Linked DNA regions of Mus musculus: region 2 is linked to region 1. The links are chromatin contacts, called in public Micro-C maps. All regions are on one chromosome and are shown on one strand. The core of a region is the stretch at or near the end of the contact, and the rest is flanking DNA. Distances in the headings are between cores, read along the strand shown. Region 1 overlaps Gm36090 (a long non-coding RNA gene). Region 2 has its middle 10 kb from the start of Spint5.

The links. A called contact is a pair of places that touch in the nucleus more often than the background predicts.
Region 2: a contact with region 1 is called in a Micro-C map of the AtT-20 cell line, with 5 times the contacts expected there. The contact joins two enhancer-like sites. A contact is called at or near these places in 1 of 39 promoter capture datasets (the HPC-7 cell line), 4 of 484 Hi-C or Micro-C datasets (the AtT-20 cell line, embryonic fibroblasts and embryonic stem cells), 1 of 115 datasets of contacts at active chromatin or transcription factors (embryonic stem cells) and 1 of 9 other capture datasets (liver).

What each region holds. Positions count from the first base shown.
Region 1 is chr2:164,539,827-164,542,786 of GRCm38.p6, forward strand. Gm36090 (a long non-coding RNA gene) reads right to left here. Exons shown (of 6, transcript XR_375205.4): 2 at 2,464-2,718; 3 at 1,300-1,421. Among named protein-coding and RNA genes, the nearest start is that of Gm36090, 8.1 kb to the right of the region's middle. Within about 2 kb of position 1,420, at least 17 of the 459 cell types and tissues checked have an H3K27ac peak or open chromatin away from gene starts, as enhancers often do. A contact at or near this core is called in the AtT-20 cell line, where this site is marked.
Region 2 is chr2:164,724,451-164,727,150 of GRCm38.p6, forward strand. No RefSeq gene overlaps it. Among named protein-coding and RNA genes, the nearest start is that of Spint5, 10 kb to the left of the region's middle. Within about 2 kb of position 1,316, at least 6 of the 459 cell types and tissues checked have an H3K27ac peak or open chromatin away from gene starts, as enhancers often do. A contact at or near this core is called in the AtT-20 cell line, where this site is marked.

The DNA.
Region 1 (2,960 bases), core at 170-2,669:
CCCTGGAGGTGAGCACGTTGGTTTCTCCTTCCTTTAGACTTCAGGCTTTAGGACCTTGAGTCTTCCTTTGTTATTAGACCTGGGTGTTCACTAGCTCTCCAACAGCTGCAGCCCCTAGCTGAGCCTTGACCCTAGGCACAGGAGGAGGGATGCTTTTCAGAACCAAGCAAAAGGGTGCTTGTTCTTCAACATCTCCAATTGAGCCATCCAGCCAGTTATGACTGGCACGTGCTAGTAATCCCAACACTCAGCAGGCTGGAGAAGGATGATGATGAGAATAAGTGCAGCTTGGGCTATAAAATGAGACTCTGGGGGAGGGGGGAGATTTCAAAAAGCAAATAACAACAACTAAAAAACCCAAACCCGGCTGGTGAGATGGCTCAGCAGGTAAGAGCACCCGACTGCTCTTCCGAAGGTCCGGAGTTCAAATCCCAGCAACCACATGGTGGCTCACAACCATCCATAAAGAGATCTGACTCCCTCTTCTGGAGTGTCTGAAGACAGCTACAGTGTACTTACATATAATAAATAATAAATAAATCTTAAAAAAAAACAAACCCCAAACCATTGAATATAGGACATATCCCTAGCATCTCATTCCAGTATTTTTTTTTTCTCTATCCCACAGCCACCGCCTCAGCAGCTCCTATCCTATCACTAACCACACAGCCTGTTGACATTCCTCTGATTCTATCTGAGGAGTGCATCAGAACCAAGCTCCTTCATCACCCACCTTCTCCCCTGACCCCGTGCCTCCCACCCCGTGCCCCCCACCCCCTCCGCCCCAGCCCCTGGCCCCATCTCTCCTTCCATGACTTTTTTTTTCTGCTTCATCTCAAAATGTCAGAAAGCCCTCTGATCTCCAAGTGTTTACATTCTCTGAGCTGCTGGGATAATTCCCAGCTCAGCTCCCCAGAAAGCCCTGCCTGACTTTCTGGTGAGTGCTTCACTTCACTGCCTTTTGGTCCCTCCCCCTACAAGGAGCATAGAATCTTATTCGGTCTGTGTTTGTCCCCACCCAGGGTGGCAAACTCCTAGAGGCCAACATCTGTGTCTCTAGTACACAGAGGGCACACACCAGTGTGGGTTAGAGACTCCTTGGGTTTGTTTCCTGAGTCCCTAGGCTTGGGAGCCATAGCAGGAGGTGAACTCACTAGCTCAAGCCCTGTTCTATGAGAGCCCTCAGGCCATTGGAGAAAGCAGCCATTTAAATGTAATTGCTGGTTCTGTGATGAGTGATGCTGTTTGGCAAGCTGTTTGGCAAGAGGTAGAGACTGAGGCAAGTCACACACACCTTACCTGCAGGATCAGGACTGGACCTGAGGGCTCCACTTCTCATTCAATTCATCAAAAAGACCTGAGGCTGTTGCCAGGAGAGGAAGCCAGGAGCTGGGCCAACCCCGCTGGAGCTTCCAGAGAATCTGCGGAAACGATTTGAACTGAGCACACACAACAGTGGTTTCCGTTATGGCTTGAATGGTAGCCTCCCCGTCCCTGGCTTTCATTTTGAACTTCAGGAGCTCAGAATGATACCTTATTCAAAGCGATGTTTATGGGGGAGGGAATCAGGTGGAATTGTAGTTCCGGAGTGGGCTTTAGTCCAATCAGAATGGAGCCCTTATACAAAGAGGACTCGAGGCTGACATGCATCCAGGGAGGGCAGCGGTGAGGATGCAGCCAGAGATGGGGGATGGGGGTGGTGGGGGTGGTGATGGACCTTTACATCCAGAGATAGCAATGTTTGTCAGCAAGCCACCAGGAAATAGGTGGTGGTGGGTGGGGGAGAGACAAGAAACAAGACTCCTCACAGACATCTGAAGGAACCAGCTCTGCCACATCTTGGTCTTGACTCTCCAAAGGAAAGTGAAGGAGAGTAAGTTCCTATTGTTTAAATTTCCCTGTTTATGGAATTTTGTGACAGCAGGCTTAGGGAACTGGTAACTCTCTACATGACCTCGGAAAGCATCGAGCCATGGAAAACCTGACCATGGCTTAAGTAAGTAGAGAGTCTAATTGTCTTGTGTATGAAGCAGTCTGGCACACGCGATCCTCATTTGGCATCTTTCTTGATAGGACCCAGTGATGTCCAGCTCACAATGATTCCCTGTTCCTGCTTGTCACCTTATGGTTGGTCACACAACAGCTGGTCTTTACACATTATGCCTCTGTTCCCAATAAAATGGAGGTGCTTTAATACTTCCTTTCTGTGATTTTTTTTTTCACATCTTTATTTGGAGGTGGGCAACCCTCACTAGGACATACAGCCTGTGTTCCATGGGCAGAGCTGTGAGCCATGAACAACCTCAGCTTCAGAGAGCTGATGATGCCCAGCTTTTCTGCAGGGTACTTGTTGCTACTGCCCAAAATGAGGCTCTGTGTGTATGTGTGTGTGTGTGTGTGTGTGTGTGTTAGTTTACACTGAGAGTGGGGAGTTTATAAAGAAAGAGTGTTATCTTGACTCACACTCTGGATGATAGAAATCCTGAGATCAGACAGCTGCACGTGGGCATTCAGCCCACATGGAAAGGAGTGATTCCAGGGAAAGGGGTGGACCACATCAGGCTTTCTGGCTTCTCACGGCTCAGCTGCTCGCTCCCATGGATTAATCCAGTCCTGCTTGAGGAGTGTCCCCTGCTAAGAGAGCAGCACTGATCGTCTGAATGACTTGCTGTTGCGGGATATCTGAACACACCATGAACCCCAAGATCGTGTTATTTACTGGAAAAAGGAAAAAAAAAAAGCTGTTTTTCTTGCTGTAGCATGGCTCAGCCCCCAGCACACACCTTTAATCTTCCTGGCTGGAATACAGACACACCTTTAGTGCATACCTCTAATCCCAAACAACAAAGTAAAGTTAGTTTGTAGCCAGGCACTAGCTCAGGTCGGTCACTGATAGGCTGACAGGTCTGGATCATTAGGAACTGTCCAGCCTGGCAGGCAGCCCACGCATGCAACCTCAC
Region 2 (2,700 bases), core at 66-2,565, 180 kb after region 1:
TCTTGTCTTAAAGAAAGAAAGAAAGAAAGAAAGAAAGAAAGAAAGAAAGAAAGAAAGAAAGAAAGAAAGAAAGAAAGGAAGAAATTTAGCCAGGAGGTGGTGCCTTCTAATCTGAGCCCTTAAGAGGCAGGGGCAGGCAGATCTCTGAGTTCAAGCCCAGCCTGGTCTCCAAAATGAATTCCAGGACAACTAGGGCTACACAGAGAAACCCTGTGTCGAAAGAGTACAAGAAGAAGAAGAAAAGGGAATGACCAGACATACAAACGCAAGTGCATGCTTTGTCCCTTGCTGATGTTTGATGACACATCAGCACTCTACCAGCAAAACAACCGGAAGATGTGGCCCCTTGATCATAAACGTCAAGAACCAAGAGCCACAGTAAACTTGTTCCAGGTGTGTGACTGCAGCAGTGACAGATGCACTAATCCCTGACATGGACACTTCTAGTTTCTCTGGAAGCTAGTTATGCCAAATGATGTTTTCCTGAAGCAGACACAGGTGAAAGGATGTTTGCATATAGCAGACAGGTGAAAGGACGCTTGATGAAGGAGTATAAATGCGACCCCACGGACAGTGAGAGAGGAGCACTGAGCATCGGTTTGGTTTTTTTTTTTTTTTTTTTTTTACCTTGCTATTCTTCCCTACAACTGCCATTGAGAGAAGCTCTCTCAAGAACTGCTCGTGAGGTTCCTTCCGCCGTTTGGTGCTTCCATGGCCTCACCTCGGGCTGGTTAGCAAACCTAACAGTGCCTTCAGGATTGAACTGTAGCTGCTGTAGCTGCTGGTTCGCGGATGGTGTCTGCCTGCCTAGAGGACTGGTCTGCAGCTGCTATAGGACTGGGCTGCTGCCAAAGATCAAGCTCACCCCCAAGGAACTATTGCTGAACAGGTTCACCTACCCTAGATCCTAACAACTTTTCTCTTCCACTGCCTCTGCTGGGTGACAGGCTAGAGGAGAGGTTGAACCCTTATTAAAAGTAGGTTGCAAATAAATTATGCCTATAAATCCCCACTCAAGTCTAGACGGACATTCACTAGCATGTTGATGACAGATGTCTGTGGTTAAAAGGTCCCCTTTGAATTTTTGCATCTTGATTGTCCCTTCAATAACCACGTGTCCTTTTTCAAAAACTGAAGAGGAGAAAGAAAGAGAAAACAAAGAGTCACGATCCTAAACATAAAAAGCTATGAAGTTACAAGAAAACTAAGGAAAGGAAAGCAACGGAAAGACAAGCTGAGGAACAATGTTTACTGACAAGCAGGCGCTGGCGCAAGTGCCAAGGCAGAGCTGGCAGACGGAGAGCACCGACGAGAGAGCCTGGCAGGATTGGTGGAGCCTCCAACGAGCTCCCTGCCCTCCTCACCTTCCCTCATAGGGAGAAAAAATGTTTTTCTGTTCTTGATCTCAACAATTTGACCCTGTATGCTTTGTATAAGAAGCACTGAAACGTGAATAACATTCCCCAGATAAATATTCCCCATCTGAAGAAACATGTCACATCACGAAAAGAGAGAATGTGACCTGCTGTCATCATTCACTGGGTGTGGGTCAGTTGGAAAACTCTGGCCACAGTGAGCTTTGCCTTTAGGTATATACTGTGGCCTTTAATGGACTAGGTTTCTGCTGCCCCCTGGTGGCTCAGAGACAGAAGCACCCAGCAAAGAGTTTCTCTACACAAACCCTGTCCCCAGGGGCTTCTTCACTCTTGAGTTCATCAACCTGCATGAAGCTGGTCTGTCTACACTATTCCCTCCATAACAGATCTTGACTCAACTCAATAGCAACTCCCCGCCCTCCTCACCCTACACCCCACTTACTATTGATGGCATGCCCTAAGGGATAAAAGAATGAGACTCAGCACAGCAGAGAGACAAGAGCTCGTGCCCCCTTGGTGTTGCTGGGAGAGGGACACAGAGGACTCAGATGGTCAAGGAAAGGGGTACAGGGCATGGGTCATTCGCAGCCCCCACAGGGGAGGTCAGAAGCTGAGGATGGGAGCCAGGGTGGCTTTTCAGTCTGGTCAAAGGTTAATTTGAGGTACAAAGTCTGGAAGCAGCAAGTAGTATTGGGATTCATAGGGACTGCATAATTCAGGCTGAAAGGAACTTGCACCTCGAGGAAGGAGAGCTTTGCATGGGTTTTGTGGTTTAGGGCACAGCAGGAGAGAGAACAGCCTAGAACGTACACCAAGACCTGACATTTAACTCTGTGTGTGTGTGTGTGTGTGTGCGTGCTTGTCTGTCTCTGTCTGTCTCTGTCTGTCTCTCTCTCCCACTCTCTCTCACCCTGTGTTTCCCTCCATGTGTGAGTGTCTATGCCTTTCTCTGTCTCTATCTCCTTCTCTCTTTATGTCTGTGTGTGTGTGTGTGTGTGTGTGTGTGTGCATATTTCTCTATAGATATGTCTGTCTCTCCCTTCCCCGTGTGAGTGTGCCCACCCATGTGTGTGCATCTATGCCTGCCTCTGTCTCTCTCTGTGTATTTCTCTATGGGTCTGTGTGTGTGTGTGTGTGTGTCTCCCATTTCATCCTTCCTCCATCCCTCCCTCCTCCCATGCTATTGCTACAGGCATAGGCTGTACAGGGTGGCCCCCACCTGATGGAAGGAAAGCCTGGCTCACAGGTCCCAACTGCCAGTCCCATTCTCACCTGGCAGAAAATCACCTTACAGGCTCTGAGGGCTCCTAGGGACAGACAGCAT